Regions from separate parts of the Mus musculus genome. Here regions 1, 2, 4, 5, 6 and 7 are each linked to region 3. Evidence: chromatin contacts called from public Hi-C, HiCAR-type, HiChIP or PLAC-seq and promoter capture Hi-C data. All regions are on one chromosome and are shown on one strand. Each heading gives the region's core, a stretch centred on a gene start, on an enhancer-like site or on the middle of the called end of the contact. The rest is flanking DNA. Distances are from core to core; before and after follow the strand shown.

What was found. Promoter capture Hi-C pulls out the DNA fragments that hold promoters and counts their contacts. A called contact is a pair of places that touch in the nucleus more often than the background predicts. HiCAR-type assays count read pairs that join an accessible place to other places. HiChIP or PLAC-seq counts read pairs in DNA pulled down with a chosen protein or histone mark.
Region 1: a contact with region 3 is called in a HiCAR-type map of astrocytes, with 2.5 times the contacts expected there. The contact joins two enhancer-like sites. A contact is called at or near these places in 2 of 115 datasets of contacts at active chromatin or transcription factors (astrocytes and epiblast stem cells).
Region 2: an H3K4me3 HiChIP or PLAC-seq map of bone marrow-derived macrophages shows a contact between it and region 3, with 2.6 times the contacts expected there. The contact joins the promoter of Ampd3 here to the enhancer-like site in region 3. A contact is called at or near these places in 1 of 39 promoter capture datasets (hippocampal neurons), 5 of 115 datasets of contacts at active chromatin or transcription factors (bone marrow-derived macrophages, differentiating embryonic stem cells, embryonic stem cells and 1 more) and 4 of 9 other capture datasets (adipose tissue, embryonic stem cells, liver and 1 more).
Region 4: a contact with region 3 is called in a HiCAR-type map of embryonic stem cells, with 4 times the contacts expected there. The contact joins two enhancer-like sites. A contact is called at or near these places in 3 of 484 Hi-C or Micro-C datasets (all in embryonic stem cells) and 3 of 115 datasets of contacts at active chromatin or transcription factors (all in embryonic stem cells).
Region 5: a promoter capture Hi-C map of pre-B cells shows a contact between it and region 3, with 4 times the contacts expected there. The contact joins the promoter of Rnf141 here to the enhancer-like site in region 3. A contact is called at or near these places in 2 of 39 promoter capture datasets (hippocampal neurons and pre-B cells), 3 of 115 datasets of contacts at active chromatin or transcription factors (astrocytes, memory CD8 T cells and pancreatic cancer cells) and 1 of 9 other capture datasets (embryonic tail).
Region 6: a Hi-C map of embryonic stem cells shows a contact between it and region 3, with 3 times the contacts expected there. The contact joins the promoter of Ctr9 here to the enhancer-like site in region 3. A contact is called at or near these places in 2 of 39 promoter capture datasets (the C10 cell line and cranial neural crest), 1 of 15 datasets of contacts at CTCF or cohesin (embryonic stem cells), 4 of 484 Hi-C or Micro-C datasets (cerebral cortex, embryonic stem cells and pro-B cells), 13 of 115 datasets of contacts at active chromatin or transcription factors (T-cell acute lymphoblastic leukemia, astrocytes, bone marrow-derived macrophages and 7 more) and 2 of 9 other capture datasets (adipose tissue and embryonic tail).
Region 7: a contact with region 3 is called in an H3K4me3 HiChIP or PLAC-seq map of bone marrow-derived macrophages, with 4 times the contacts expected there. The contact joins two enhancer-like sites. A contact is called at or near these places in 1 of 39 promoter capture datasets (hippocampal neurons), 1 of 15 datasets of contacts at CTCF or cohesin (stem cell-derived epiblast-like cells), 9 of 484 Hi-C or Micro-C datasets (B cells, cerebellum, cortical neurons and 2 more), 8 of 115 datasets of contacts at active chromatin or transcription factors (T-cell acute lymphoblastic leukemia, bone marrow-derived macrophages, craniofacial prominence and 5 more) and 2 of 9 other capture datasets (embryonic stem cells and embryonic tail).

The regions. Positions count from the first base shown.
Region 1 is chr7:110,820,539-110,823,238 of GRCm38.p6, forward strand. Rnf141 (ring finger protein 141) reads right to left here. Exons shown (of 6, transcript NM_025999.3): 5 at 716-823. Among named protein-coding and RNA genes, the nearest start is that of Rnf141, 22 kb to the right of the region's middle. Within about 2 kb of position 1,318, at least 81 of the 459 cell types and tissues checked have an H3K27ac peak or open chromatin away from gene starts, as enhancers often do. A contact at or near this core is called in astrocytes, where this site is marked.
Region 2 is chr7:110,766,778-110,769,477 of GRCm38.p6, forward strand. Ampd3 (adenosine monophosphate deaminase 3) reads left to right here and starts at 1,429. Exons shown (of 15, transcript NM_001276301.1): 1 at 1,429-1,602. It also overlaps B430319F04Rik.
Region 3 is chr7:110,163,008-110,165,707 of GRCm38.p6, forward strand. No RefSeq gene overlaps it. Among named protein-coding and RNA genes, the nearest start is that of Wee1, 42 kb to the left of the region's middle. RefSeq lists an enhancer at 1-2,700. Within about 2 kb of position 1,289, at least 301 of the 459 cell types and tissues checked have an H3K27ac peak or open chromatin away from gene starts, as enhancers often do. A contact at or near this core is called in B cells, T-cell acute lymphoblastic leukemia, adipose tissue and 15 more, where this site is marked.
Region 4 is chr7:110,745,539-110,748,238 of GRCm38.p6, forward strand. No RefSeq gene overlaps it. Among named protein-coding and RNA genes, the nearest start is that of Gm39068, 7.2 kb to the left of the region's middle. Within about 2 kb of position 1,448, at least 7 of the 459 cell types and tissues checked have an H3K27ac peak or open chromatin away from gene starts, as enhancers often do. A contact at or near this core is called in embryonic stem cells, where this site is marked.
Region 5 is chr7:110,842,944-110,845,643 of GRCm38.p6, forward strand. It overlaps Rnf141 (ring finger protein 141), which reads right to left and starts at 1,438. Exons shown (of 6, transcript NM_025999.3): 1 at 1,396-1,438.
Region 6 is chr7:111,027,548-111,030,247 of GRCm38.p6, forward strand. Ctr9 (CTR9 homolog, Paf1/RNA polymerase II complex component) reads left to right here and starts at 1,404. Exons shown (of 25, transcript NM_009431.2): 1 at 1,404-1,634; 2 at 2,667-2,700. The coding sequence starts at 1,590.
Region 7 is chr7:110,795,553-110,798,252 of GRCm38.p6, forward strand. It overlaps Ampd3 (adenosine monophosphate deaminase 3), which reads left to right. Exons shown (of 15, transcript NM_001276301.1): 6 at 127-256. Among named protein-coding and RNA genes, the nearest start is that of Gm39069, 16 kb to the left of the region's middle. Within about 2 kb of position 1,274, at least 134 of the 459 cell types and tissues checked have an H3K27ac peak or open chromatin away from gene starts, as enhancers often do. A contact at or near this core is called in B cells, T-cell acute lymphoblastic leukemia, bone marrow-derived macrophages and 1 more, where this site is marked.

The sequences.
Region 1 (2,700 bases), core at 68-2,567, 660 kb after region 3:
CCCAAGAAAAAGTCAAAATAGATGTCCATAAAACTACTTGTCCACAAACAGAGAAGCCTTTATCTGGCAATTATCTGCACTTAAGACATGGTTAAATCTCCAGCTGATCGCACTGATTGAAAGATGCTAGACAACAGAGAGAACACTCTGTGTGGTGCTGCTTTAAAGTCTAGCAAATCCAAAGTATTGTTGGCAAATGAAAGCAATTAATTGCTGCCTAAGAACCAGGCTTCAGGTGATTCTGGGACTGATGGGTTTGCTCTTCATGTTGTGACAGCTTTCATGAGTGTGCACATAAATTAAAGCATTTATATTTAGATACATGTAGCTTACTGAATGTCACTATAAAGTCTCCTAGATAGTCTATTATCTTGTAAGACTTTAAATAGCTGACCTAATATCCCTCCAGATTCCACAGTTGAGAATTTGGTTCCTTCACACACATATAGAGAATTATGGGGGCAAGGGGCATAAAAAACAAAAAACAAAAAAAAACCCCAAACAAACCCGATTCTAGATCCAAATCAGGCATCAAGACTCTTAAAGTCCATGTGTCAAAGCCCTGCTGCATCCCCACACTTCACTGAGCTAGGGGGCAGCACAGCAGAGGACTACTCAGAGGACTAGAGAGCAAAGCTCTCATGGTTGTGTTTCCAGTTGTTTAGTTACAGTCCCAGCTGACCTGTGCTATCTCCAAGGGCAGCGGATAACTTACCATTTATCAATGCACTTCTGACAGAAGCTGTGAGCACAGGGCAGGATGAGGTCAGCTCGCCCGTCCATGCAGATACAACACTCCTCCTCATCAGTCAGCTGCTTCACCCTGAGTGTGACGACAACGGAGCTGGACAATGGCAGTCTCTGTGCACTTGCTTCCTACTTTGTCTCACTGCCTTACAAAGCACCAGCAAACACCCACAGTATAAATCACACAATGACTAATGTGCAGAGCAAAGCCAGACCAAAATGACCATCTTTTGGGCATAGCAAATCTATTAGGGAAGAAACACTGATGTTAAGTTTCTAAAGACTATAAAAGATAAACCCTGTACAGGTTAAAGAAAACTAAATCTGAACAAAAACTGCAAACTCAAGTCTTTCCGAAATAACTCAGTCCATTTTAGGCATACTGAATTTACAGGAAATCAACCAGTATATAATGTACTTGCCATAAGGGACACATGGATGCCTCTTCCTCAGGGCCTTACAGTGGCCCTGCAGTATTGGAGAGAAATGGCAGGAGTGGCCTAAGTATCAGACTCCAGAGAAAACACAGAAGGGCTGGAGCACAGCTCCAACTTAGGGAGCTTGGAGAGAGAGCCTTCGCTGACTCGCTGACACTGGCTTGGAGCCAGCGCCACAGGAGCCCTGCTCATTTGCTCATGGAGTTTAGTCAATTCCAACTCCAGCAGCTCAGCTTAAAATATCCATTTCCTTCTGCTCTCAAAACCAACTTCTCCCTCAATTAAATGATTTAAAAATTGCATACAGCTGTTCCATGGTTAGTCACTCCATAGGTTAGCTTTTTTAATGTAATGTTTCCAAAAGTGATTTTCAATGTTTTATTCTTTGAGCTTTCCCGTTGTTTAAAACTGAATGTTTCAAAGTATAGTCCCACTCTCCTTAAGGGTAGGAGCTGTGTCTCATATAATTTCCATTCCCTGCTATAATTACAGCACAGCATGAAAGTCGGCAATAGCACTTGGAACTTGTTGACCTGAAATAAATAAGTGTCAAATGTACAGCACGAACAGTATGTGCCAAGTCAAGTAAGTACTTTAGGAAACGTGAGAGGAAAAAAAAATCACAGGACTTTGACAGATCATAAAGTAAGTCATGGAGGCATAAAAGAAAACATGAAACCTGTGTGTGTGTGTGTGTGTGTGTGTGTGTGTGTGTATGCATGTGTGCATTTGTGTGCATGTGCGTGTGTAAGGCTGCATGATGCTCATGAGTTAAACCGAGAGGAAAAGACTGATTATATAGCAAAGACAATCTGATTTTTTAATGTCAAAATACTAACTCTGAACTTGCTCTAACAGACAAACTCGAGGCAGCATGAGCTCCTGCTGATACAGGACTTCAGAAGTTAACTGAGTGGAGAGCAAGGGCAGTTGACAGTGAGGGAAACCAGGTAGAACCTCGTCTCACAGTGCTCCTGAGGCAGCTGGGGCTGGATTAAGGAGCATTACTACGGACATACCATTAAGGTCAGGTAACAGATTCATGTTTGCTTCTGTTGTGGAGAAAAGCATGCCCATTGAATTGAAATAGTGAAATGGGTGAAAACCTACATGCATATGGCTCTGATATGTGTGCTCACACATACATTTGTGTATCCACACATATACACAATACATCAGTCACATATAAATAAACATATCAACACCTATATACATATCTAACATTTTAATGCCTTTTCAGATCCACTGACTTAGCATTTCTGCTTTGGGGCTTCAAATTTTCACCTGAGGGTGTCAGGGACAGAAAATACAACAGACTCCCCAAAGAGTGACAGAGTGTTCTGACAGGAAAGTTTCAGAGTTGGGAGCAGATGACTATATAAAAACAGCACTGTAGCCCGAGAAGAATGAGACAGAGACTGCTGGAGGAAGGTACTCCATGCCCACACTGTCTGCTACCTTTCCAGCACCACGGGGACAGGACAGCCACTCGATGCTCCTAAGGTACGGAGAACCA
Region 2 (2,700 bases), core at 179-2,678, 600 kb after region 3:
TGCAGAGACAGAGTTCTGTTTATCTTTGGGTATCTATCTTCTTAGGAAACAAATAACAACAGCCAGAGTCCTGGAGAGATGGCTCAGCAGTCAAGAGTACTTGTTCTTGCAGAAGATCCAAGTTCCATTCCCAGAATCTACTCGGTGACGTATAACACTCATAACTCCAGTTCTAGGGGAGACAATGCCCTCTTTTGACTTCCTCATGCACCAAATACACAGGTATGCACAGACATATATGGGAACAAAAGGTTCATGCACATAAATAAATCTAAAAAAAATTAAGGTTCAGCAAACTAGCTAGCTTTTTGTTTCTGTTTCTGTTTGTTTGTTTTTCTGTTAGACAGGGTTTCTTTGTATAACAGAGCCCTGGCTGTCCTGGACTTGCTTTGTAGACCAGGCCGGTCTCAAACTCAAAGATAGCTGTATGCTGCTTGAGTGCTGGGATCAAAGGCATGGACCACCAAGCCTGGCCTAGCAAACTAGTTTAATCACGGTTCTTTCACCAAGCCGATCATGGGCAACTTTAAAGCAAGAAGAAAAAGATGCAGCATACTATTCATTAAAAGGAAAATAATTTTCTGGGTTGATGGTATGTGCCTTTAATCCCAGCAGTCTGGAGGCAGAAGGAGGGTCCATATAGCAAAATCCAGGTGAGCCAGGGCTGCATAGTGAGATCCTGTCGTATTTTTAAATTATTGCTTCATTTTTATCACATCTTTAACATTTTAAGTGTGCTATGTAATGTATATTAGCAGTCATGTGAGTATCATTGATAAATATGTAGATTGCAAGCATCAGGCTATGAAGTAGAAAGAATAAAATTTGGTGCTTAAATGAGACAGCTGTGAAGTGAATGAAAACTCACAGTAGCAGTAACTCTGTGAAAGAGGCACAAGTCAAAAGGTGGCTCCCCAGTGTGGCTTAAAGTGGGGGTGCTTGGGTGAGGTCACTGGTCAAGACTAAAACCACCAGCAGGCAATTAGGAGTTGGGCCTAGGAATCTCTGGTTGAGATGCACCTGCCGCTCTAGAGTATTCTGGGCCTAAGAGTTTACTAGCTTATCAGCAGGCAGGAGGCCATTAAAACCACCTGGATGGGCCTGGATTCTCTGAGTTAGCTCCAGAAATGATCCAGGGAGCTGGCATCCCGAGACTCCTCGGAGCAGGAGCAGCATAATGGAAAACCAGGCCATGGAGGCTAAGAAACCGGTCACTCTGTGGAAGTCTGTGGAAGCCAGCGGCGGCAGACACCCAGTGCTAACTTTGGGAGCTGTGTTCCAGGAAGGAAGGCGTGGTCAGCAGGCTGCAGTGCTGGGAAGAGGTGAGCAAGGGTGCACAGAAAGCTCCCGCTGGCCTTGGCAACTCAGAGGTCATTCCGGACTTTGAGGGGCTGGCATAGAAACTAGACCGCAGAAGGCTGGGAAGCAAGGAAGTGTGTGTGTGTGTGTGTGTGTGTGTGTGTGTGTGTGTGTGTGTGTGTGTGTGTGTGTGTGTGTACACGCGCGCGCCCGTGTGTGTTGGGAGGGGCGGGAAGGTGATTCAAGGGACCGGTCCAACACCTGGAGAAAACCAACGCTTGCTGGTCGGTTTAGCTACCAAGAGTAAGTGTCGTGGAGGGAACCATGCCTCTAGAATCTCGTTTTTTGGGGAAAGTCCTGGTTGGGAGGGGAGGAGGAGGTGGGCAAACACCTCGAGGCGCAGCAGCTAGATTGGTGGTAGGGAGGCTCAGAGCGGGTATCCCTGCTGGCATCTGACCCGGGACAGTGTCGCGGCCCCACGGAGCCCGGGTGGAGCCGGACTCGCTTCCGGCCGAGGACAGGGAGGCTGCCGCGCCCGGGTGCTTAGGTTTCCTGCTGGCAGCGCGGCCCAGCGCCTCGGGTAGCTTCGGGTCCTCCAGGTAGTGCGCGATCCCGCTGCACAGGCTCTCTGCCCCGCCACCGGGCCCTGCCGCACAGCGCTCAGCCTGGTCCCCACCAGTCGCGGGCTCCTGCGGGGCGGGCACGGGCTGCAAGCGCGGCCTGGTCGGGTCCAGCTCCACGTACCGGGCCGCGCAGGCGTCAGTGCGCTGCTGCCGCTGCCCTGTGCGCCCTGCCCGGCGCGGCACCTGCGCTCCAGCCCGGCAGCCGGCCCCCATGGCCCTGCCCTCCGAATCCGGTGAGTGCGCGCGATGCTGCGCCGCTGACCTTGGGCCGGCGCTCTGTGCCCAGTCCCCTCTGTGCTCAGAGACCAGAACCTCCGCAGCTCCCACCTCCAGAGCCTGTTCCCCGTCCCTACCCAGCGGTGGCCTGGGTCCTGGCCTCTGGTGAGCCTGCAGCACCTCTGGTTCCTGGCTTAGAGAAAAATCTCAAGATTTAGGGAAATTAAAGGAACCGGGCATGCTAGCTTTTGAGCTCCTGGACAAGTTTCTAGGTGCCTGAGCCTCACTGGGTGTGTTGGGCTGGGGTGAACTTCTAGGTGGAGGCAGAGGTATGGACCAGATGATGAGTCCGTTTGAGGACCCCTTTCTTACCTCCTGTCACTGGGCAAGTCACTGGGAGTACACCCTTGTGCTGTAGTAGGTTGGTTCCGCCCTTGAACTTCCTGCAGCTGCTTTAAGAGCAGATCTGCTAATGGCTGGTCTAGGCTGGCAGAGGCCTGTGATGCAAGTTTGAGAGGCCCCTTAGTAGATGTTTTCTAACGGGAGTGTCCCCAAACTGCAT
Region 3 (2,700 bases), core at 39-2,538:
TAGTTAAGAACACTCAGTTAACAACTGTTTGCAACTCCAGTTCCAGGGAATCCAGTGCCCTATTCTGGCCTATATAGCTCAAGAGTCTGTTTTTAAAATTATCATATCGTTAGGGGCTAGAGAGCTGATTCAGTTGCTAAGAGCACTGGCGGCTCAGTTTTCCCTATGACCCAGGTTCAATTCCCAGGGCTCACTTGGTAACGCACAACCATCTGTAACTCTGGTCTCAGAGGACTCTAACGCCCTCTCCTGCCTTTGGTGGGCACTGCATGCACATGGTGTACACATATACACATAAATAAAAATACAGGAGGGGAGAAAAAGTGGCAGTTTTGAACTCCTAATTACCTGCCCTACCTCTCAGATGGGCGGTGCTACCCACCCATCTTATTAGATTTGTTAGCGTTTTTTTTTTTCTTTTTTGTTTTTGTTTGTTGTTTGTTTTCTTTTGAGACAGAGTCTTGTTGTGCAGTTCAGGCTAGCCTCAAACTCACATTCTCTGATTTTGAGGTGCTAGATTACAGGCTATCACCAATATATCTGTTTTATGTAGGAGGCTGGCGGGGGGGGGGTTGTTTGGTTGTGAGTTTTTTTTTGTTTGTTTGTTTTGTTTTACACAGGGTTTCTCTGTGTAGTCCTGGCTGTCCTGGAACTTACTCTGTAGAACAGGGTGGCCTCGAACTCAGAAAGGTGACTGACTCCCAAGTGCTGACTGTAAGGGCACGTGCTACTACCACCCAGTTCTGGTTTGTTTTTCTGTATAAAGTTTTATTCATTTGAGATACTCTCAGCTTGAATTTTGTTGGAGACAGTTTTTCTCAGGCTATTATTATTACTTTTTAAAACTCTGTTTAGTGTTCATGGTTTTGAATTCCCTTGTAATATTTTGTTATTTAAAGCTGGAGAATTCCAATATTTATCCACAGATAAAACGTTTACTCTAATTGATATTGCGTGTCTTTGTCTTTAAAACATTTACCATTTTAATCCCTGAAAGTTCATTTGATGTCTGACTTGGAACTTAACATTTTTTACACCTCGAAGTTTTCATTCACTTCCTAGAGCAGCGCTCCTGCCGAAGCTGCTTACCTTACTGAGGTATTTGGAAATGTTACTTCATATCGACCTGATCAAGTTTCTCCACGTTTGCTCTGTCTCATGCCCTTACTGCCGTATTTGGAAATGTTACTTCATATCGGCCTGATCAAGTTTCTCTACGTTTGCTGTCTCATGCTTTTCAGTTGAACTCAGCTTCTATTTTTAACTTCAATTGAGCGGGGTTAAAAGGAACGTCTCGCCCCCTGCTGGCGCCCGTGGTCCCGGGAAGACCGGACAAAAGCCACCACGTGGCTCACATCCTGGGCTCAGTTTTCTTAGGAACCCAGAGCCCCATGCTTGCTAGGCAAGGGCCCCAACCCTGATCAACGCTTTAGCAGGCGTCCTTTTGCTCAAGTCTAGAGCGTCACTGGTGCCAACTCTCCAACACAGGGAGGAATTGGCTTTGCTTAATTTTGCTGCAGAGTGGGCTGGCCCTGCTAAATCCAGGGTACCGGGCACTTAACACTGTGAGGTCGCTGTGCGGAGCTAGACTCTGGGCGCTCCCGTTTTTTCCTCACCACCCAGGTGTCCATTTTCTCTTTGCCGCGACGTGCCTGCATCCTTTTCTGCCTTGGAATTATAATCGAAACACTCGGTTCAGTCGTGAGAAACATGTTTCATATATGCAACGGGTGCTCCGATGTTTCTACGACTAGCCTTAGGAGCCTAGAGTACGGTTTGGTGGTCAAAGTCATGATGAGAAGCAGAGGGTCTGAGGGGTCGGAGGGAAGGCACGATGAACAATATTAGAGAGCATTACTGGAGTTACCGAGGCTAGGCAGTCCGCTGGGTTATGCACTACACCCAAGAAGTCTGCGCCGCCCCGTGGTGCCAGTGCGCAGCCGCAGTCCCGTAGCGGGACCGAGCGTTCCCAGCAGAGGGCACTCACAGACAGGACATTCCGCAAGCTCTTCCTGGGTGACCCAGGGACTGCACCTGTGGCCTGGGTTTCCCTTGATCATGCCCTGACAACCCGCGTCTGGGAAATTCAGTCAGAATCAATCCAAGACCACAATTTAGAGACAGGTAAGCTTGACGGTGGTTGCAGCGTTTGGTGAAACAAAACGTCAAGACCAGCCTCTGCTACATAGAGAATCTGAGGCTATCCTGAGTTACAGTGAATCCTGTTTCAGAACAAATCCCTCAAAGTCCCATTGTCTCTCTGGCCTTGAAGCTCTTGAGCCCCGGATCTAGGATACTGCTTGTTGGACTAAAGGACTCACTAATCACCTTTCCCAACCCTGCCCAGGTATACCACCTCTAGTAAACAGACTTAACTAGTCTTTGAAGGCAGTAGTTCTTTTCAATGAATTCCTATTTATTTATTTTCTTATTTATCACCGTCTGTAAACAGGCTTTGAAGGCAGCATGTGTTATAAGATGTGTTTATTCAAGCCTACCAGGGGTCCTTAACCTGGGGGTTGACTCAAGTAGAACATTTTAGGATCCAGGGTTATTCATGAAACTGGGTGAGCTGTTTCAACTTTTAGGCAGACGTGCAGTGTTTTTGGAAGGAAGTCCAGTAGTTTTTCTGATTACCAAAGAGTTCTTAAGTTTAGTTTGTGGGTCCAGGGCTCGGAACAAATGGCTCAGTGATTAAAG
Region 4 (2,700 bases), core at 198-2,697, 580 kb after region 3:
CAACCCCCTTGGCACTAGTTAACGAACGAGTAGTTAACCAGACAGTTAACTGGAGGGAAGCCTTGGAGCTGATTTTTGTTTGTTTGATACAGTGTCTTTCGTATAGTCGGGGCCTGCCAGTAACTCTCTCTGTGTAGCTGAGGGTGACCTTGAACTCATGATCTTCCTGCCTAGCCTCCCCAGTTCCAGGATTACAGGCATAGGATACCACTCCTTATGAAATGGTGGGGTTTGGACTTGACCTCCTGCACACTAGGCAAGCACTCTACCCATGCAGCTATATCCCCAGCCCTAGAACCTGTGTTTCTGCCCAGCGGTTCTCTGTCACCTCTCAGGTGAAGAGCCTAATCCAGACATCCCCAGAATTCACCCACACAGCTCTGGTGAGCAACTTTAACTCTTGCTCCCCTTGTTACCCTACCTCTTAGCTGCATGAGCAAGAGCCTCTCATCTACATCCTCAGAACAGTCCAGAAAGACTGGCTTTTGCCTTTTCTTCAGACTCTCTCTCTGGGGCTCTTGGAGCCACACACACGGTTAGGACTCTCAGGGGTAGATCGAAGCTTGTGTGGAGTGCAGGCAGTCCCAGGCTCCTCTGAACAGGGACTTGATGGAGATTTAAATCATATTTCCATTAAGCCTCATTTCTCTCGGTCCCCAGGAGAGCACATCCAGGCCTGAAGCACACACTTCTAAGAATATATGCCATTATCAGGTACCTGCTCATCACGTAGATGGGCCCATTTGTAATTCCTCTGTCTGATCATTCACTTTTCTGCCATTGCTTGGAGCCATGTGGAGAGAAACCTCATTAACAACAATAATATTCTCTGCACGGCATCACTTCTTATCTCATGGGTTCCTCCTCTCTAGCTAGTAAGAAGCAATCCCTGACATGCATTTACTGGGAATTACGTGTAGGGACTGCATCACTTCATTTTGACAATAAACCTAGGCAGTAGGATAATAACACTTAATCCCCACTTCATAAATGAGGGAACCTGAGCTTACAGGGATTAATGTGGTGCCTAAGGTAACATAATAAACAGCAGGTCCAGGATCTGAGCCCAGAAAAAAGAACTGCGAAGACTGCATGGCTTCCTCGTGGTGCCTCTTGGTACCTCTTGGTACCTTGGATGGCCCGGAGTCATAAAAGAGTGAATGCTAGCTATCCTTCCTCCTTTTCAAATGTAAATTATGTTATTCACATGGAATAGGGGTGCAGGGGAGACTCCAAGGGATCACCAAATATCCGTGTGTTCTTTTTAAAAAGATTTCTTTTATGTCTAAGTGTTTTGTGTATGTCTGAATGTACATGTGTGTGCATGTCTCGTGACTGCAGAGGCCAGAAGAAAGTATCATATTTTCTAAAACTGCAGTTACAGACAGTGGTAGGTGCTAGTAACTGAACTCAGGTCCTATGCAAGGGCAGCAGGTGCTCTTAACTGCTGAGTCATCTCTCTCTCCCCCATGTGTTCTTTTAAAAGTTCCCTTCTCCACTGCTCTTGAGACTGGGCTATATAACTGCGTCTGGATGGTTAGACTGTAGCAGAAGTGGCCTGCATCATATTTAGCTTGGCATTAACCCCTTCCATCTGTTCATCTCCCACTTCCTGTTTCCAAAATTGGAAGACTCTAAGCTGGCTGAGTTGCCACAGGTAAGGAACTGTTATTGTTTGGAGAGAGCCAAGTAGTGGAATTGCCAGCCTCACTGAATGCTAACAGGAGTGAGGGATGAGTCTGTGTTGGGTTAGACTAAAGATTTGGGGGTATATTTGTTATAATGCATTTGTGAAGTACATGAAAAAGTCAAACTCAGAGTAAAATTTAACAGTCTTGCGGAGTAGATACATTAACTATAGGTTAAACAAAATGTATGTTAGCTTCAAAGACAGAAATAGATGGAAAATGGGCTGGTGAGATGGCACGGTGGGTAAAGGAGCCTGTTGCTAAGGCTGACGACCTGAGTTTGATCCCTAGGACCCACATGGTGGAAGGAGAGAACCAACTCCTGCAAACTGGTCTTTGACCTTCATATGCATGCTGTGGACATACACACACACACACACACACACACACACACAAAACCAATCAAATTTAATAAAATTAAATAACAACAAAAAGCCTTCCTTAAAAAAGAAATACTGAAAATAAAAGAATAGTGTCTTAGTTTCTAGTACAGTGATGAAATACCATGACCAAGGTAACTTTACACAAGGTAACTTACACCATCATGGTGGGAAGCATGGTGGCAGGCAGGTCCGGAGCTGGCGCAGAAGCTGAGAGATTACATCTGACTTTCATGCAGGAGGCAGGGGAGTGGAGGGGACAGATAGAGGGCGAGGGAGAGACACCAAGAAAGAAAGACTGAGTCTGGGCCTGGTAAAGGCTTTCCAAACCTCAAAGCCTACCCTGTCACACACCTCCTCAACAAGACCACACCTCCTAGGACCCAAACATTCAAACCTAGGAGCCTAAGGGGCATTCTCATCCAAACCACCACAAATAGAAGAGGATACACCATGCAAACGGTAACCGAAAGAAAGCCAATGCTGCTAATACCAGACAAAAGAGGTATCCAGGGAAAAATTGTTAGAGGCAAAGATAAGCATTTTTATAATCATAAAATAGTCTAAGCATCAAAAATATATAAAACTTTGATCATATGTGCATTCAATAATATAACCTAAAATGCATGAAG
Region 5 (2,700 bases), core at 188-2,687, 680 kb after region 3:
CTGGTCAGAGTCGGTATAGAATCTAGAATGCCTGTTCTGGGGTCAAAGGTATTAAGGAGGAGAAATAAAACTAAAGAAATCTCAATAAAATAAAATAAAACCTGAAAACCTATAAACAAACAGAGTACTGAGTAAGTGCTGGAGTTCTAATAGCACCAGTTGTTAATTTTCCTTATAGATTATCCATTCATCCTTTCATGGATTCTTGGAAAATTGGCAAGTATTATAGACAGCCTGACAAAGCACACACCAAGTAGTAAGTACACTCTGACTTAGAAAGAAAAATATTCTCTTTGCACCTTCTCTACCTTTTTAGAAAGAGAAATCAACTTCCTCTAGTTAAAAGAATTTAGATATATTCAGAGAATATCTATCCTATATGTCCCTTATATATATGGTTCCCTTACGCCAAATGACAAAGATAACATAGTCTTGAAAAACACAATCATGTTAAGACAGAAACCGAAACCAGCCAGCACAAAAGGGGTAAAACAAAATCCACGCAAGTCCTGAGGGCTCTGAATTCAGAAGGCATTACTTTTCAAGGACAACTATCAGGACCATTGGTCGGGTGACAGTTCAAGCCCAAGTAAAAGTCTAAAGGGTGAATTTCATTCTATAGCAAGCACGGTAAGGGGGTGTGGAAAAGATGGTCTTAGTTTGAGAAGCACGGATTAAAAGCAACTGGGAGTGTTACTGGAGCTACATGTACTCCAGAAGAAGGACAAGAAATGCTGGGCATCAGGAAATGGGGCTGGGTCGGAATATGAAGAATATGAAGGTAGGCTGGAGACAAATTGCAACAACAGTAACCCCACAGTTTTGTAATGAAACTGCACACAGAAGGCAACTTACCCTACAATTATGATTAGCAAGGAAACTTTTTTTTTAATGTCGGTCCTCAAAAGGTAGCAATTAGCTTGACAAGCAAGGGCCCGGGTGCACTGCCGGGGCGGGTTTAGTAGGAGGGCTGGCCGACACCACGGGCCCAGGCTCTCCCTCAGAAGCCTTGCCCTGTGGCCACCCTGCCGCCCTGGCCCCAGCACCCGCCCCTCAGCCCCTCCTTGGCGCACCTGCTCTGCTAACCAACAGCTAAACTGCTCAGTGCGCCAGCGCCAAGATTCAAAACCGCTCGAGCTGATCTCTGAAAGCTCTCCTCAGCACCACCGCGAAGGCGGACCCAGAGTCTCCACCGCCACCGAGAAGGCGGACCCAGAGTCTCCACCCGCCCAGGAATCGGTGCCCAAAGCCCGCAGCCGAGGCCCTGACAAGGGGCCCTAGCTCCTCTGAAGCCCGGTTTCACACCCTGGTGCTGCCCGGGCCTCCACTCCCTACTCCAGGACCGTGGAGTGGCTGGGAAGGGACACAGCGAAGGGGCGGCGCTGCAAGGCTCACCCAGTTCAAGGCATCGCTCTCCTCGCACCAGGGACACCGCCTCGGCTGCTGCTTAGCTAAACCCGCTAGGCGGCAGCGGCGCGGCCCGCAAACCAGTCGCACCTCAGTGACGTAAGGCCACGCCCTCGCGCGTTGCCTGGAGACGGAGCTCCACCCCCCCCTGTTGGCTTTGGAGGTTTTTGTAGCTCAAGGCTGCTGACACACACCTGTAGGCAAAATAGTCACATACATAGAAATCAATAAAATTAAATACTTTTGTAAAAAAGGACAAAAAAATGAAGAGGCAAGTCACAGGCTTTGGAAAAGCAAAATATATTTAACAAAGGACTTCTAATTAGAATACACAATTCTTACCCCTCCCCCCCCCAAAAAAAAAAAAAACAACAACAACAACAAAAAAACCCACAATTTTTTTAAATGGCCAAAGACTAGACTAGCCTTTTAGATTTATGGATAGCAAATAAGCACATGAAATGATGTCTGAGACCATTATGCAAATTAGAAGGGAAGTGAATTATCAATACAATACCACAGTGGCTAAAATGAAAAGAACTGTATTAAATATTGACAAAGATGCTGAACAAATCTGTTCAGATTGTCTGTTGGGGATGTAAAATGATACAATCATTGTGGAACGAGATTGTGGCCATTTCTTTAAAACCTAAGCACAAACATTCCAACCACATAGTCCAGTCATCCTGCTTCTAGAATAGATCCACATGAAGACTAGTACACCAACATCAGATACCTGATGTGGTGGTTTGAATGAAAATGGTCCCCATAGGCCCACAGGGAATGGCACTATTAGGAAGTGTGGCCTTGCTGCAATAGATAAGGCTTTGTTGGAGAAAATATGTCACTAGGGGTGGGCTTTGAGTTTTCAGATGCGTAGGTCAGACCCAGTGTCACTCTCTCTTCCTGCTGCCTGCTGATCCAGATGTAGAACTCTCAGCTACCTCTCCAGCATGTCTGCCTGTGTGCTGCCATGCTTCCCACCATGACTATTATGGACTAAACCACGGAATTCTAAGTCAGCCCCAATGAATTGTTTTCCTTTATACGAGTTTCTCTGATCATGGTGTCTCTTCACAGCAGTAGAAACCCTATGACAACATATCAACAGGTGAATGGAAAACAACTGAAATAAAGTCACACAATGGAATATTACTCAGCAATAATAAAGAATACATGATTGACACACTTAACAATGTGGATGAGCCTGAAATACTTAGGCTGAAAGAAGATAGACCTTCCAAAAAAATTTTCTAGAATAGCCCCCGCCCCCAGGAATCTTTAGTGGCAAAA
Region 6 (2,700 bases), core at 154-2,653, 860 kb after region 3:
AAATACCTACGAGTGAAATATAGCTGAAACTAGGTTGGAGCTTGAAGCCAGAGAAGATGAAGAATCAAGAAAAGATGGCAAAGAGATAATAGTAGCTTTGGCTCAGCAGAAGAAATTGGGAGAAAGAGCAGTGAATATCTTAAAAAACACTGGCTAGCAGGGATGGAGGGGGGCTCTGTTTTGAGACAGGATCTCTCTATTCTGTAACCCCAGATTAGCCTGGAACTCCATGTATAGAGTAGAATGGCCTAAATTCAGCGCTCTCCTCCTGCTCCTCCCTCCTAAGAGTTGAGATTAAAGACATGTGCCACCACACCCAGTTAAACTAACCCTTTTTATTCCCCATTTGGGGGGGGGGGTTCGAGACAGGGTTTCTCTGTAGACCAGACTGGCCTCAAACTCAGAAATCAGCCTGCCTCTGCCTCCCAAGTGCTGGGATTAAAGGTACATGCCACCACTGCCCGGCCTATTCGCTTATTTATTAAGATCCTTCCCTTGTTTATTCCAAGCACAAGAAACTATTTAATACTCTTCTATAATGAAATCATGAGCTAAAATGTTTTTGAATTCTATAATTTCATTATTTAGGTTTAATAGAATTCTTTTGATTTTATTTAAATCAAACCTAGCAGTTCCTTTTCATTGTGCTCCTAAAGAAATATAAGTACATTAAGAAATATATATAAGCCAGGTGCCCAAGCATATGCCAATAACTGCAGCAGTCAGAAGGCTGAGGTCGGGAGTTTCAAGTCAACCTGGGATACAGAATATCTCAAGAAATAAACAGGGTCTGCAAAAAGTTGCCTGGCTCCAACGCTGTCTATCTGAGTTCGAGCCCTACGACCTTCAGAGTAGGAGAAAACTGATTCCCACAAGATGTCCCCTGCCCTCCATTTGCCACACCATCGCTCGCATGTATCCATATACAAATATGTAACGCAACAAATAAAAATAATAATCCGTGCATTATTACCATAACTTCAGAATTCACTGATTATGTCTATTTAAACTAGTCACAACGACATCACCAGTGTGACTTGCACAAACTGGCTGGGACAACACAAAACGACTGTAAAGCTGATAAAAGATTGAATTATCCCCCAAGAAGCTTAAGTGGCCGAAGAGGCAAGGCACCGCCCATAGAATTCGTCACCAGAGGCCCCGCCCATAGAGGCGTGGTTTCGCCTCACCACCACCACTCCCCGCTCCGGCGCGGGTCTGTGAGGAGCTCAGTTTGGACACCTTAGCGGCAGATGCCGCGTTCCCGAAGGCGCTCGGTCACCTACGGCTGACACAACAACAACCTCAGGACTATCAGTCTTTCCAAAGAAGGACGCATCAGAGCCGCCAGGCGGGCGGAGCTCGCGTGGGACACGCCCTACTGGTAGTGCTTCCGGGACAGGGGGCGGGGCCTCCGGAAGTGGCCGGTCGCGGTCTGAAGCTCGTTGTTTCAGCGGCGGACAGCAGAGGAGAAGCTGGTCTCCGGCAGCTCCGCTGGGTGTGAGGTGTGGTAACCTCTGTAAGGCTGGAAGCCGGGACTGCGATCTGCCGAGCGGCGGGGTGAGAAGCGCCTGCTTTCAGAGCTCACCATGTCGCGGGGCTCCATCGAGATTCCCCTCCGGGATACTGACGAGGTGGGTGCCGAGTGTGCAGCGGGGGAGGGCTATGAACTTGGACGATCCCAGCGCCGATTTTGCTCCGCTTGGTTTTTGGAGGGGAGAGCCGCAGCCGAGCTTCTCGGCCCAGGCACCACTCAGCTGGTCACCTTTCTGGCCGCAAGGACTTCGGGAAAGTTCGCCTGCAGCCTGCTCCTTGTTGACAGTCGGCTGTCTTCCGAGGCGCAGGGGTGTGAGCGCCGAGTAAACCTCACCTCTTACAGAGGGGAGTCAGTGCCCCAGGGGCTACCTGCTGCTCCAACTTGGGATTTGTTTATTTTTTTAAATCTCCCTGGGTATCTGAGAGACGGCTCTTAATGCCATGGAAGAAAAGTCTGTCAAGGCACACTATTAACACAGCTCTCTGGGCGAGATAAGGGGCCCGAGATTTAGCCGCTCCTGTGTGCTGATGGCAACGACCCACTTTCATCCATGGCGTGTGGTTTGTCCGAATAAAGCTCCAGCGTTGCCTCAGTCAGACTAGATTTTACACACTTTTATTTTCGATCGAGGTAGAATTCATTTCTAAAATATGGTGGTCTTGGGTACATTCCAGAATATTTTTCTTCTAATTGTTGGTGCCCACATTTTAGGCATGTATGTGACCCACGATACTGCCTCCGTGATTTAAGTGACCGTTGGTATTCAACTTTGCCTGTCCTCTGGGATAGAGTTTCTCAAGCTCTCAGACCTATGGCATCAGTGTTTCGTTGGCCTATGGGTTGTACAAGGTTTCATTTTGGTTTTGAGTAAGCAAGTCGTTGAGAATTTTATAGTTTTAGCGATGTGAAGAACGACCAACAGGATTTGCCTGCTTTTCTATGCTTTGACCAAACCAGACTACAACCTGTTTGCCATGTGTTTCCTAAATAGGAACATGTATTAATTAGTTCACTCCATTGAAAGTGAGTACATACCCTTTGTGTATGGGCATTGATGAGTATTCAAAACACGCAGAAGAGAGAAATTGTGAATTTAAAAAGGAAACGAAACGTTTATTCTGTGTTTTAGGTCATTGAACTTGACTTCGATCAGTTACCGGAGG
Region 7 (2,700 bases), core at 24-2,523, 630 kb after region 3:
TCTCGGCTCTTCTTCCTCCATGCTGTCAGAACCTGACCCTTCCAGCCCCGGTCACTACCCTGTCTTGAGGTTGCTAAACTGTCATTTGATGTCTTACTGGGGTCTCTATCTCTCACCAACTTGCAGGAAAACCTATTGTCACCGGCGACTGAACTTTCTGGAATCCAAGTTTAGCCTTCATGAGATGTTAAATGAAATGTCAGAGTTCAAGGAATTGAAGAGTAACCCCCACAGAGACTTTTATAATGTGAGAAAGGTATGTGGTGGCTGGTGTCCAAGCCACTCACCTGGCCCATACTGGGCCCAGGGAATGATGCCCTGGGTCTGTCTAGGTCCAGAGTTGGGTGAGCACCAGGTCTCCTGGCTGGAGTAGCCTGTGTGATAAAACATGCCTGTGCAGCAGGAAGACTGGCAGACTGTGTCCTTGACTCGGGTTGTCTCGGATACTGTGGTACCATTCTAGATCCACGGTGGAAAGTCTGTGTTGGTGCAAGTCTTTCTCCAGCATCAGAACATAGCCTGCTAACTGGTCTTAACAGTGGCGGCTTTAGGGTAGTGGGTGTGTTAGAGACATCACAGAGGGAAAGCTGTCAGGACCTGTCTGGACTTAGGAGTTGGCAGGTTTCCATCCTTTGGAGTCAGCTCTATTAAAGCAAAGCACTGAGATGCTCCAGCCTCTGCCCCTCCTCTGCCCCTGGAGTGGCCGCGTGGCTCTGGTACCTTCTGCCTTCAGGGGCAGCAACAGGGCAGGTGTGCGTTAGAGGATCCTGGCCTGGAGGCTTTTCCACTTTCTTCCAGGGGAAGGAAGACTTGGGATCATGCTGAGCATGGCTCGGATGGAGACCAAGACTCAACTTTCTGTTCATAAGAATCCTCAGAGACAAGTGCTGTGACGGGGGTGGGGAGTGGCTTTCAGAGGGGCCAGAACTGAGGAGGAGAGGCCGTGTGGTACAGGAGAAGGAACAGTGATAGCGGCCTCTGGGGAGGGAGCAGAGTGTGCAGATGTCAGGAGGGGGGAGGGAGGAGAGAGTGTGCAAGCTCGTGGGGTTGGAAGGTGGGTGACAGCCAAGTAGAGGGAGCTGTGGGAAGGTTCTGCACCATGGAGGCCTATGGACTTCTTAAAGAATGTCGTAAATCTCAGACTCTGGACCAAGAAGAGGCTTCGGAAGTAAGAGTAGGACACGTGGGTTATTGGATGCATGGGCAGAGGTGAAAGGTTGTGGTTAGACCACTTCCCTAGACACAACAGCCACTGTCTGTTCCTTATTTGGGTGGCTCAGTTTCTGTGAGAACTTAGCACATACCCTGGCAGATGGGGGAAACACCTCCCCCAGCCTGGCATAGCCCCGCCCCGCCCTCTGCAAGTGTGAGCGAGTGCTTTGGGCCTCTATAGCTCCTGAGGCTTGGGGCCAGGCTGGCCTAGCCAGCTGTGCTTCTGATGGTCCTGCGGTCATCCCTGGATGGCCCATGACTGTCCCTGGGCTGCTCCTTGGCCATGATGTGAGAGAGAATAGATGATTCTTGGGGTTTCCTGGCAGTCTGAGGTTGATGCCTGCTCTATCCACAACAGTCTGGCTTTTGGCACCTAAATTGGTCCCTAAGTATGAATCCAGAGCTGCTGAGTTAGGCCTGGTCCTCCAGGACAGGGGAGTTGGCAGGGTGCTGGGTGATTTGTTTTCTCACTCAAAATCTGGGTTCTAAGGACAAGACTGAGATTTAAAATCTACAGTGACAGGGAAGGGGTATCCCTATCTCCATGGTGGCTGCCATGTCCAGAGTCAGGCTCTAAAGTCAGCATGGGTAGTAAGGAATGAGTTTTGATATTGGGAGTCCCAACCAGCAGGACCCTATACTTGAGCGTGTAGTCTCTGCCCACCGCTAAGAAGGAAGGACTGTGTTTGCTACTTGGAAGTTGGATGTTGGATCGAAATGAGCATTGTCCACTTTGGTAAAGTGTAACACTAGGGACATCATAGGTATCATTTAGGCCAAGCCTGATCAAGTGGGGTCGGCTTCCTGAAGCTATTCAAGCTTAGAGAAAGAGTATGAGTATCGATTACTCATGTCTGCCATGGGTGTGAAAAGAGCCAGTGTTAGTTAGCTCAGGTCTCAGACATCAAACAGTGCTTCACTGAAATGTGACTGGTCTGTGAACCTTGATCTCACGTGACAGTAAAGTATCCGCGTAGATTCTTCTAGCCAGTCGAAGACACTAAAATGAAGGCCTTTTTTGACTTATTCTGCAAGTTGGAGTAGGGGATTCCTGGATGGCCCAGCTGGTTTCATTCTATGTCCTGTGACTCATGGGAGCTATGACAGGCTGTGTGTATGACTGTGAAGCTGGAAGACACAGCTAGAATGGCAAAGAATGTGTGGAGTCATGCTGAGTGAGGTAGGCCAAGCCAGGCTGGCTCCTTGTCGCCTCTCGGCTATGAAGCGCTGGAGCTTCAGCCCCGCTCCGTGTAATGTTCTGCATCTCACAGCTTTGAGTTCTTCTGTCTTTCCTGGAGGAGGGTCAAGAACTGATGGCAGGAAGGTCCCTGATGAGTGAGCACTGTCCCCAACACCATAGGCTGGCTGGGATAATGGACACACAAGTCCAATAGATCAAATGTCTGGCTTGGCATGTCTTAACAGATGACCAACCAGCTGTGGACAGCATTCCCCGGCTTGAGGTCAGTGTCTCCTCCCCCAAGCCTT